2 separate regions of the Sus scrofa genome follow, and region 2 is linked to region 1. A link is a contact called in public HiChIP or PLAC-seq data. All regions are on one chromosome and are shown on one strand. Each heading gives the region's core, a stretch centred on a gene start, on an enhancer-like site or on the middle of the called end of the contact. The rest is flanking DNA. Distances are from core to core; before and after follow the strand shown. Region 1 overlaps FNIP2 (folliculin-interacting protein 2). Region 2 overlaps LOC110262100 (rap guanine nucleotide exchange factor 6-like).

The links. HiChIP or PLAC-seq counts read pairs in DNA pulled down with a chosen protein or histone mark.
Region 2: an H3K27ac HiChIP or PLAC-seq map of alveolar macrophages shows a contact between it and region 1. The contact joins two enhancer-like sites. A contact is called at or near these places in 2 of 5 promoter capture datasets (fetal liver and liver) and 1 of 2 datasets of contacts at active chromatin or transcription factors (alveolar macrophages).

The regions. Positions count from the first base shown.
Region 1 is chr8:47,718,632-47,723,950 of Sscrofa11.1, reverse strand. The region is part of intron 1 of FNIP2 (folliculin-interacting protein 2); the gene reads right to left. Among named protein-coding and RNA genes, the nearest start is that of FNIP2, 18 kb to the right of the region's middle. Within about 2 kb of position 4,005, at least 18 of the 83 cell types and tissues checked have an H3K27ac peak or open chromatin away from gene starts, as enhancers often do. A contact at or near this core is called in alveolar macrophages, where this site is marked.
Region 2 is chr8:48,026,226-48,031,570 of Sscrofa11.1, reverse strand. All of the region lies in intron 1 of LOC110262100 (rap guanine nucleotide exchange factor 6-like), which reads right to left. Among named protein-coding and RNA genes, the nearest start is that of RAPGEF2, 150 kb to the left of the region's middle. Within about 2 kb of position 1,475, at least 1 of the 83 cell types and tissues checked has an H3K27ac peak or open chromatin away from gene starts, as enhancers often do. A contact at or near this core is called in alveolar macrophages, where this site is marked.

The sequences.
Region 1 (5,319 bases), core at 2,756-5,255:
ACTTACCATGTACCAGGCACTGTTCCCACTCTGCAAAAGCACACCCACTTAAGCCTCATAGCCACACTGGCAGGAACACAGGAGCACAGCACAGGCAGGATCGCCAGCCGTGAGCTGAGGGTGTCAGGGCTGCAGAGCTGATGTCTGGTTCTGGAGCCTACAACCGCTCCCACCCCCAAGAGCCCAAGGGTTAGAGGTGGAGGGAGGGGCCGGCTCTAGGCAGAGAGACTGTTACAAAGGGAACACTGACAATTACAAAGGGAACACTCACAAGCATTTGAGGAACCGAGGCAGGTTCACTCTGACTGGGAGGGGAGGGGGGCTGGGGGAAGAGAAATAAGACCAGCCCAGCCAGGTGGAGGACTCTGATCCTGAATCGTCAGTTACAGGTCTGAGCACCTCAAGACCAGAAACAAGCACAGGTCACACACATGTTCAGCAACACACAGATTTAGGATAATCAAAAAATATAAAATGCATTTTAGCTACAAATGCATAAAAATGTTTAATGAGGGCAAAACCAGGGAGCTGGCCACATTTGCAGGGGTGGCAACAGGCTCGATGTAAGGACAAAGAGATCTGGCTCCTAGATCCCTCTCCACCTGCCCAGCAACTAGTTCCTTGGCCAGGGAGCCATTTCCTCGTCTATGAAACAGATGGAACTACTTTGCAAAGTAAAATCATGTAAATATGAACTATTACAGTTAGTCCATCTTATCAATTATGCTTTCTCTGAAATGCTGGTCTTGAACACCTGGCAGCACACATAACCTGGACTCATCTGCCTCTCACAATTCTTAGAAAAGAACACAGTGCAGAAAATTGGATTATGTCACAATGTGAGTCCTGACGTCAGCATTCTAAACCTCCAACATGATTTGTTTCTACTTTGAAAGCATCACCACTATATTTCTCAGACTAAAGAAGTCTTTCTTGGAGTTCCTGTCATGGCTCAGCAGAAACAAATCTGACTAGCATACATGAAGATGCAGGTTCAATCCATGGCCTCAATCAGTGGATTAAGGATCCAGCATTTCTGTGAGCTGTGGTGTAGGTTGCAGACACAGCTCGGATCTGGCATTGCTGTGGCTCTGGCGTAGGCCAGTGGCTACAGCTCCGAATGGACCCCTAGCCTGGTAACCTCCATATGCCGTGGGAGTGGCCCAAGAAATGGCAAAAAGACAAAAAAAAAAAAAAAAAAAAAAAAAAAGTCTTTCTCTGTCTTTGCCAAGGAAAACAAAGGATTAATTAAGAGGACCTCTGGCCAACGGCACTCTTGGTGGGGACAAGCATATTCCTACCTTTCTTGACAACATCTAAGGCCAAGACCCTCCACTCCCGATGGCCTCCCCACCCCCAGACACCCCTTCTGGGAGATGGCAGCGGCCACGCAGAGACACAGGTGCTTCTGGCTCAGATGTGGAAGTCAAATCACACAGGAAGGGATGAAAAGAAACCTTTAAGCCTTGAGAAGCAATACTCAGAAAATGATCTTTTCTCTGGTGTCCCCTGTCCCCACACCTCATAAGAAACCACCTCCTCAGAGTTGATTAAAGTGGCAAATTAAGGGTATGGCATCCTGAAGAGGAACTTGCAAAACAGTCCAGAGACGAAAGAAAGGCCAAGAGATCAAAATTGCAATACCCCTGATGCCCATTAACTTGTCATTGCTTTTCTGAAAAACAGGGAGCACGACTCTCACGGAACAAAGGCTGCAGAGGGTGACTCTCCGGGCCTCTTCCCAAACTAAGCTGTGTTCTCTGGGAAATAAAAAGTGTCAACTCTCATCATTGTGTGGGGACAGCCACCATGGAATAAATACTCTCAAGTACTAGTTGGCCTGCTGATTTCAAAGCTGATACCCAGGAGTTCCTGTGTGGCTCAGTGGTAACAATCCCCACTAGTATCCATGAGGAAGAGAGTTCTATCCCTGGCCTTGCTCAGTAGGTTAAGGATCCAGTATTGCAGTGAGCCGATCACAGCATTGCCATGAGGTGTAGGTCGCAGAGGCTGCCCGGTCTGGCATTGCCCTGGCTGTGGCATTGGCCAGCAGCTACAACTCTGATTCAACCTCTAGCCTAGGAACTTCCGTACGCCACAGGTGCAGCCCTAAAAAAAAAATAAAATAAATTTAAAAAACCACCTGATATCCACTCCTGGGCACTTATCTGCAGAAAACCCTAATTTGAAAAGATACAGGCACCCCAATGTTCACAGCAGCACTACTCACAACAGGCAAGACAAAGGAGCAACCTAAATGTCCACTGACAGATGAATGGATAAAAAAGATGTGGTACAGAAGTTCCCGCTGTAGCACAAAGGGATTGGGGGGGGGGTCTCTGGAGCACTGGGATGCAAGTTTGATCCCCCGCCAGGCAGAGTGGGTTAAGGATCCGGTGTTGCTGAAGCCGCAGGGCAGGTCACAACTGTGGTTAAGGTCTGATTAAGTTACCGTGACCCGGTAACACTACAGCCAAGAAAGAAAAAAAGAAGAAGTGGGGGAGGAGGGGGAGACTTGGTACATATATACAATGGAATATTAGCAGTAAGGAATGAAATAATGCCATTTGCAGCAATATGGATGCACCTAGAGATGATCACACTAAGTGAGGTTAGTCAGACAGTAAAAGACAAACATCATATGATATCACTTATACGTGGAATCTTAAAAAGAATACAAATGAACTTATCTACAGAACAAAAACAGACTCATAGACTTTGAAAAACTTACAGTTACCAAAGTAGAGAGGAATGGACTGGGGGTTTGGGATTGGCATATGCACACTGAGGTATCTACAATGACTGGCCAGTGGGGACCTGCTGTATAAGATTCTACCCAATATCCTGTGCTAATCTATGTGGGAAAGAATCTGAAAGAGAATGGATGTGAGCACATGTATGACTGAATCACTTCGTTGTAGAGAAGAAATGATCACAACCTTGGAAATCAACTATACTTCAATAAAAGTTTTTAAAATGAAAAAAAGTCTGATATTCACAAAATTCAAATGGGAGGGACAGATGTCTGAGAGCCTCCTGAAGCTGGAAGCATATATAACTCATGCACTAGTAAATGTAGGTGGCTTGTTTTCTTAATCTCTGACCATGAGAAACCAAATCAAGCACTCCTTTATTAATCCGAGTCTCACCTGCCGTTAACACTTTTCCTGTATGAAGTGCATTAGTACACAGGTATCTATCTGGTCACTCGTTTTTATGAGGATGAAACTGTGTGAAGCCAGTAGAATATTTATCTTGAACAGAGGTCTGGATTAGGACCAGGAAACAGAAGTAGGGATAAACACACATTTTCTGGAAGGAGACTGTAAACAGAGTGGTCTTTTCCATGGTGGGTGTGAGGCGTGAACTCAGCTTTTTCACGGCCAATCTGAGGGGGAGGCTGACCGAGGAGAGGGCCACATGTATGAATGACTCTAAACACTTTCAGCAGGAAAATGCTCAATGGAGGGCAAACACAGTGAACCCTTTCAGGGTTCTCTGAACAAACAGGTAAGAAAGTGGTAAATGAGTTTCCATTTGGGCAAAGGTCTGGTCAGTTTAAGGAATGACGGTTTTCAAGCTATTCTTATGACAGACCGAGGCTCTCAAAAAAGCATATTCTTTTTTTTTTTTTTTTTTTTTTTTTGTCTTTTTGTCTTTTTCAGGTCCGCACCCACAGCATATGGATGTTCCCAGGATAGGGGTCTAATTGGAGCTGTTGCCGCTGGCCTACACCAGAGCCACAGCAACGCGGGATCCAAGCTGCATCTGCAACCTGAACCACAGCTCACGGCAACGCCAGATCCCTAACCAACTGAGCAAGGCCAGGGAGCGAGGCCAGGGATCGAACCCACAACCTCATGGTTCCTAGTTGGATTCGTAAACCCCTGAGCCACGACAGGAACTCCCAAAAAAGTATATTCTTAACAGACTACTCCTGCATAGCTTGGCAGTGAACCTCAGAAATCGAAAGTGGAACCAGAGATCAAATGGTCTACAGAGAAGAGTCTCTGTGGTTTAAGAAAAATGACATAACCCTGTAACTGAAAAGAAAGAAGCAAAGGGGGAGAAACACACTAAGAGCGTGGACAGGATAAACACACTTACTGGTTAAATTCTGAAATGGAAGCCCTGGAAGATGGTCTTAGAGCTTTAAAGAGGCAAGTTGATGCACAAAAACAAACTTTTTATTAGCCATGATATAAAGGTCCTTTTTGTGCATCAACTTATCTCTTTAAAGCTCTAAGAACAATCTGTATTCCTCTAAGCAGTGATACCAGCTGAAGAAAGGAACAAGCTCAAATAAGCATACTTAAACATTGAGTCCCCAGCACTGTCCACAGTGCTGTGCACCACAGAGACATGTGTACAATGTTCCTTGCACTCAAGGGATAATCTGGGAGCATTGGGAAAATTAGGATACCAGAGAGTAGAATGCTGGAGGTGCCATAAAGACCCATCAAAAAGAGCTCAGAGGGCTTATTTTGGCGAGACAGAGTAAACAATCATGTGAACTGAGTTTGGAAGAGCAAATGGAATTTTTTTCTTAAGTTTTACTGAGGTATAATTTACAAGTTTTATTGAAGCACAGTGATAATTTGCACTCTAAGCAAATGGAATTTAGTTTTGAGGGAGGGAACAGAAAAAGAAAACTCTTACAGTGTATAACACGGTGACTATAGTTAATACTGTACTGCATATTTGAAAGTTGCTAAGATAACAGACCTTAAAAGTTCTCATCATAAGAAAAAAAAAATTGGAACCACATGACAGATAAGACTTACTGTACATATGAATACATGAATACTGTACATGAATACAATACATATGAATACCAAATCACATTGAAAACCTGAAACCAATATAATGCTATATACCAATTATACATCAATTTATTATTATTATTTATTGTATCAATTTTTTAAATTATCAAAAAGGGAAGAAAAAGTCGTAAGAGCAAAATATGGATTTCCTATGCCCTCTGGCAAATACCAGTCTAAAATGTCCCCTAACAACCACTGCCTCATGAATATCATTACTGAGGTGTCCAACTCCACCTCAAATTTAGCATGCACAAAAACAAATGTACATACTCCTTTTTCTTTTTTAAGTCACTTAGCCTTATAATTGCCCTATTCCATTAATTATGCTATCATTCTCCCAGGTTACTCAGATTCAAACCCTGGAAGTTTGTTTGATTTTGTTTTTGTTTTTGTTTTTAATGGCCACATCCATTACACATGGAAATTCCTGGGCCAGGGATCAAACCTGAGACCTCTGCCACAGCTGTCCCAATGCTTGATCCTTTTTTTTTTTTTT
Region 2 (5,345 bases), core at 226-2,725, 310 kb before region 1:
ACAATAGCCAAGACATGGAAACAACCTAAATGTCCATCCACAGAGGAGTGGATAAAGAAGATGTGGTACATTTACACAATGGAATATTACTCAGCCATTAAAAAGAAAAAAAAGAATGGCTTTTGCAGCAACATGGATGGACCTAGAAATTATCATGCTAAGTGAAGACAGACATCAAGACACCAACACCATATGCTACAACTTACATGTGGTATCTCAAAAAAGGTCACAATGAACTCCTTTACAGAACAGATACTGACCCACAGACTTTGAAAAACTTATGGTTTCCAAATGAGACAGGTTAGGGGGTGGGGGGATGCATTGGAGTTTGAGATGGAAATTCTATAAAATTTATGATGATCGTTGTACAAATATAAATGTAATAAAATTCATTGAGTAATAAAAAATAAAAAAAAAGAACACTATCTCAGCTATGCCCTTCTTGGTGCATCATGATGTTGATATGTCTTGTGATATAACTTTGATCACCTGCTTAACTTGGTGTCTGCTAGTTTTCTTCACTATAAAAATATAGATTTCCTCTTTGTAATTAAATAATCATGTGGGGGAGCCACTCTGAGACTCTGCAAGTGTTCTTACATCTGATATATACATACATTTCTCATCATACTCTGCCCCACTAATTTTGGCTTGCTTGCAACAGCTATTATTGTGAGGTTTGCCTACTGGTGATTTTCCATCTCCATCATACCTTCTACATTCTTTATTGGAGTTCTACTGTAACAAAGAGCTGTCTCTTCTCCTCCATCTATTTATTTGATAATTGACATATATTGGCATTAGTTCATGGATATTTTTCCCCCAGAGGTTATAATCTCTTTTTATTTTGTTCTTCAAATTGTTCCACTAGGACTCCTTTATGAGTGCATTCATTAGACCTCCTTCTGAATTGTAAATGCCACTTCAGTTGGGGAAGAGCAAGTAATTTCTCTGAATGAGGGATCACACATGGTAAGACTAACTTTACCACTTACATTACGATAAAAAAAAATCGTTTTTATGGAAAAGAACTATATATATTGAAATATCCCAAATGTGGTGTAATCTCTCAACTCTTGTTCATCCAAGACCTAATGGCCTTTGATCTTTATTTTATACATATTATTGAATTTTCTCATATTTAAATTTTCAAAAAATTTAAATTTCATATTTAGAAGCTAAATTTTCTCAGTATTTAAATCCACCTTCCCTTACACCACCCCCTCCCCAAATATTTTTGGCATTTCAAGAACACAGCCCAAACCACTAGAAATTCATATTAGTCAAAATTGATAATAAGTCTTAATTATGCTGAGTGAAAAAAAAGTCAATCCAAAAAGTCAAATACTCTATGATTCTATTTACATAACATTCTTGAAATGACAAAATAATAGCGATGGAGAAGAGAGCAGATGAGTCCTTGCCAGAGGCAAGACTGGGGAGTGACTGTGTCTATAAAAAAGGCCAATAAGGAGGATCCTTGTTGTGACAGAATTCTTCTGCTTCTAGATTTCATCAATGTCAGTACCCTGGCTGTGATATCACATTACAGTTGTGTAAGAGATTATAATGAGAAAAACTGGATAAAAGGTACAGAGGACCTCAGCATTATTTCTTACAACTGCTTGAGAATCTACAATTATCTCAAACAACAACAAAAAAATAGTGATAATGAGTTTCAACCCTGGCTTGAATACTCAGGAGAGATAAGATAATCACCATCATACCCCAACCCTGGAGATCCACTGATTGCCACTATCGGGTCTCCCCAGAATAACCAGCTGATGGCTAATTCTTCTTCAGGGTGTCTTCTTTCTGATTAGCCTTTATGTGAGTGGGAATAAGTACCATGAGTTAGGGAAGAACAGAAAAGTGCCAAGGATCAATAAGTGTTGGTTTGTCAACTGAACTACTAGCAGTTAACAGTCAAAATGTAATATTTAGCTCATAATGAATATTTGAAAAAAAAAAAATCTTTTCTTTTCACAGCCACACCTGCAGCATATGGAAGTTCCCAGGCTAGGGGTCGAAATCAGAACTGCAGATGCCAGCCTATACCACAGTCATGGCAACAGTGGAACTGAGCTGCATCTGTGAACCTACACTGCAGTCTGCAGCAACAGTGGATCCTTAACCCACTGAGAGAGGCCAGAGATCAAATCCATATCCTCATGGACACTATGTCAGGTTCTTAACCCACTGAGCCATAACAGGAATCCCCATATTTGAGAAATTCTAAACCTTCACCACCAATTATTTTCAACATGTAGGACACAAGCAGTGAGAAATGTAGCAGGAGGGAAGATGGTTTTAGTTCCAATGACAAAACAAGGTTCCTGTTCAAGCCACTAACACCAACTCCTCCAAAGTACTTTTTATTGCTTAACAGAGGTAAAAGCACAGAAATGGTGGTGGCAAGAGAACTTAAAACCAACTCGGACTAAACCACCAGCTCTACAAACACTAACCCTCCACAATCATCACAAATGACTGAGGAAGAAAACACCCCAACACGGCAAGAAACACATCCTTCATCACAGTTCAGTAAATAGTGGTTAATTAACAATGTGAGACCAGATGTGGGTTTTTTTTTTTTCTGAAAAGATAAAAATCCTAACAGTCAAAATAATGTAATCATCAGTTTGTTTTTCTCTCCACAAAGGCTGACATTATAACCATTAAGCATATTTAGTAACTACATATATTCGAGCTCTGATAAAGGTACAGAAGACCAATTACTACAAATTGCTGCCCCTTCCCAATTTCAGTATTAATCTATCTAAACAGAAAATGGTGTAGGGGACAAGAAACTGCCCTCACAGATGCCTACAATCGTTACCTTGTGCTGTCCCAAGTCAATAGAGAGTTTCAAACCACATGTTCCTCACCTCCTCCAGAGGATGCAATGGTTGTAATCACATTACCATTACAGATTAATACTAATATACTAAGCTTAATAATATGATAAATTAGGTATTTCATATTAGATTCCAGCATGGACATGTAGAAGACATCAAAGTTTATATCACATTTAGAATGGATAAGCAGGAGTTCCTGTCATGGCGCAGTGGTTAATGAATCTGACTAGGAACCATGAGGTTGCAGGTTTGATCCCTGCTCTTGCTCAGTGGGTTAAGGATCTGGCATTGCCATGAGCTGTGGTGGAGGTCGCAGACAAGGCTCGGATCCCTCATTGCTGTGGCTCTGGCGTAGGCCAGCGGCTACAGCTCCAATTAGATCCCTAGCCTGGGAACCTCCATATGCCACGGGAGCAGCCCCAGAAAAGGCAAAAAGACCAAAAAAAAAAAAAAAAAAGAATGGATAAGTAATGGAGTCCTACTGTATACCACAGAGAACTACATCCAATTTCTTGGGATAAACTATGATGGAAAATAATGTATATAGATGTATGCATGGGTCACTTTCCTGGACAGCAGAAAAGTGCTATATAAATGTACATGTGGGTCACTTTGCTGTACAGCAGAAACTGGCACAACACTGTATCGACTACTTTAATAAAAAAAATTTAAAGACATCAAAATTTAGAGGAAAAAAATTTTTCTAAAAATCTTAAAAACCAAGAAAATTCTATTCAACAACTTGGATTTTTTTCCCCTATGAACTAAGAAATGTCCATCATTGCCACCTGCCATGATAAAGAGGTACTGGCATAAATGTGTGCATAGGATGTATGATACAATAAGCAGCTGATGGAAACATGCACAGAGACAGCCTGTCCAGAAGACTGGACTTCTGCAATATTTCTAGCCCATTTCGATTGTGTCTCTTGGGCTCTCAACCATCTCAAGTCTGGAGAGCAGACCTCTGCCTTTAACAGGACTCCTGTCTCCTCTCTCTCAAACCACAAGCTTCTACACTACATGCAGTCACTTGCTGTCTACCGCTCAATCCTATGGCTCCAAATGCACTGAACAAAGGTCCACACGTATTTTCCTAAACCACGCATGCTGCTGAGATGACTGTGGGCTAGTCTGGAGAATCTTTCATATCCCCCGGTCCACTGGAGGATGAATTTCTAAGCCCCTAAGGCTTAATACACATGCATCATGAGGTCTCCAGCCTCCTCAGAGCTGGCACAGGACAGCTGTTACAGCACCAATGCATCACATTCTACTTATAATGCAATAGATTGGTGAGTTCCTTGCGGGGCAGATGTCTTATGTTATCTGGGAGTCCCCAGGCCTGGTAAATACTAGCTATTTCACTAAAATGTGATACAACAAGAACTAATATTAGGCATTGCCCTCAATAGCAAACGTACTTTCTTTCACTTAATCCACAAAACAACCTCAAGGAGCCATCATTCACATTTAACAAATGGGACGCTTACAAACAATGAGGTCACCTACCATAAAAATATAGATATTAAGGAACTATCACCAGTGTCCACACTTCCCTAACTCTTTACACTAGTCTAGATCAAAGTTTTTGTTGTTGTTGTGGTTGTGGTTGTTTGCTTTTTAGGGCTGTACTTGCGGCATATGGAGGTTCCCAGGATAGGGGTCAAATCGGAGCTACAGCTGACAGCCTACACCACAGCCTCAGCAACTCAGGATCTAAGCCACGTCTACAAACTACATCACAGCTCACTGCAACACCAGATCCTTAACTCACTGAGCAAGGCCAGGAATCAAACTCACAACCTCATGGTTCCTAGTCGGATTCGTTTCCACTGTGCCATGACGGGAACTTCGAGATCAAAGTTTGTTGAGGCAATTACAATTCCTTTTCATCACCTATAAAACTTGCAAAATAAGTAACAAAGCTTAAAAAAATAAGTTTTCTAATGAGTCAAGAAGGTACAGAGTTCCTATTGTGGCTCTTGGGTTAAGAACCTGACTAGTATCCTTGAGGATGCAAGTTCGATCCCTGGCCTTGCTCAGTAGGTTACAGATCCAGTGTTGCTGCCAGCTGTGGCACAGGTCATAGAAGAGGCTTGGATCCAGTGTTGCTGCGGCTGTGCCATAGGTCTGTAGCTGCAGCTCCAATTCAAACCTCAGACTGGGAACTTCCATATGCCACAGGTGCAGCCCTAAAAAGGAAAAAAAAAAAAGGGTATAGTGTTTCTGTGTTTTGAAAAGGTTACTGTATCTTGATTTCAAATAGCTAATTCATGTCAGAGACACATGCCACTATTACTTTATATAATATTACTTATTTATGTGAATAGAATTTCAAATATCCCCAAAGGGTAGACCTTTTTGTGATCATTTAACTTTCCCCAAAATCCACATGGGTAAAGTTTTTTTCAGGCAAATGGAATTTTTTTTTTTTTTTTTAAAGAAGCATAGTGAGTTTTCTGATGAAGCAAAGAAATTTCTGAT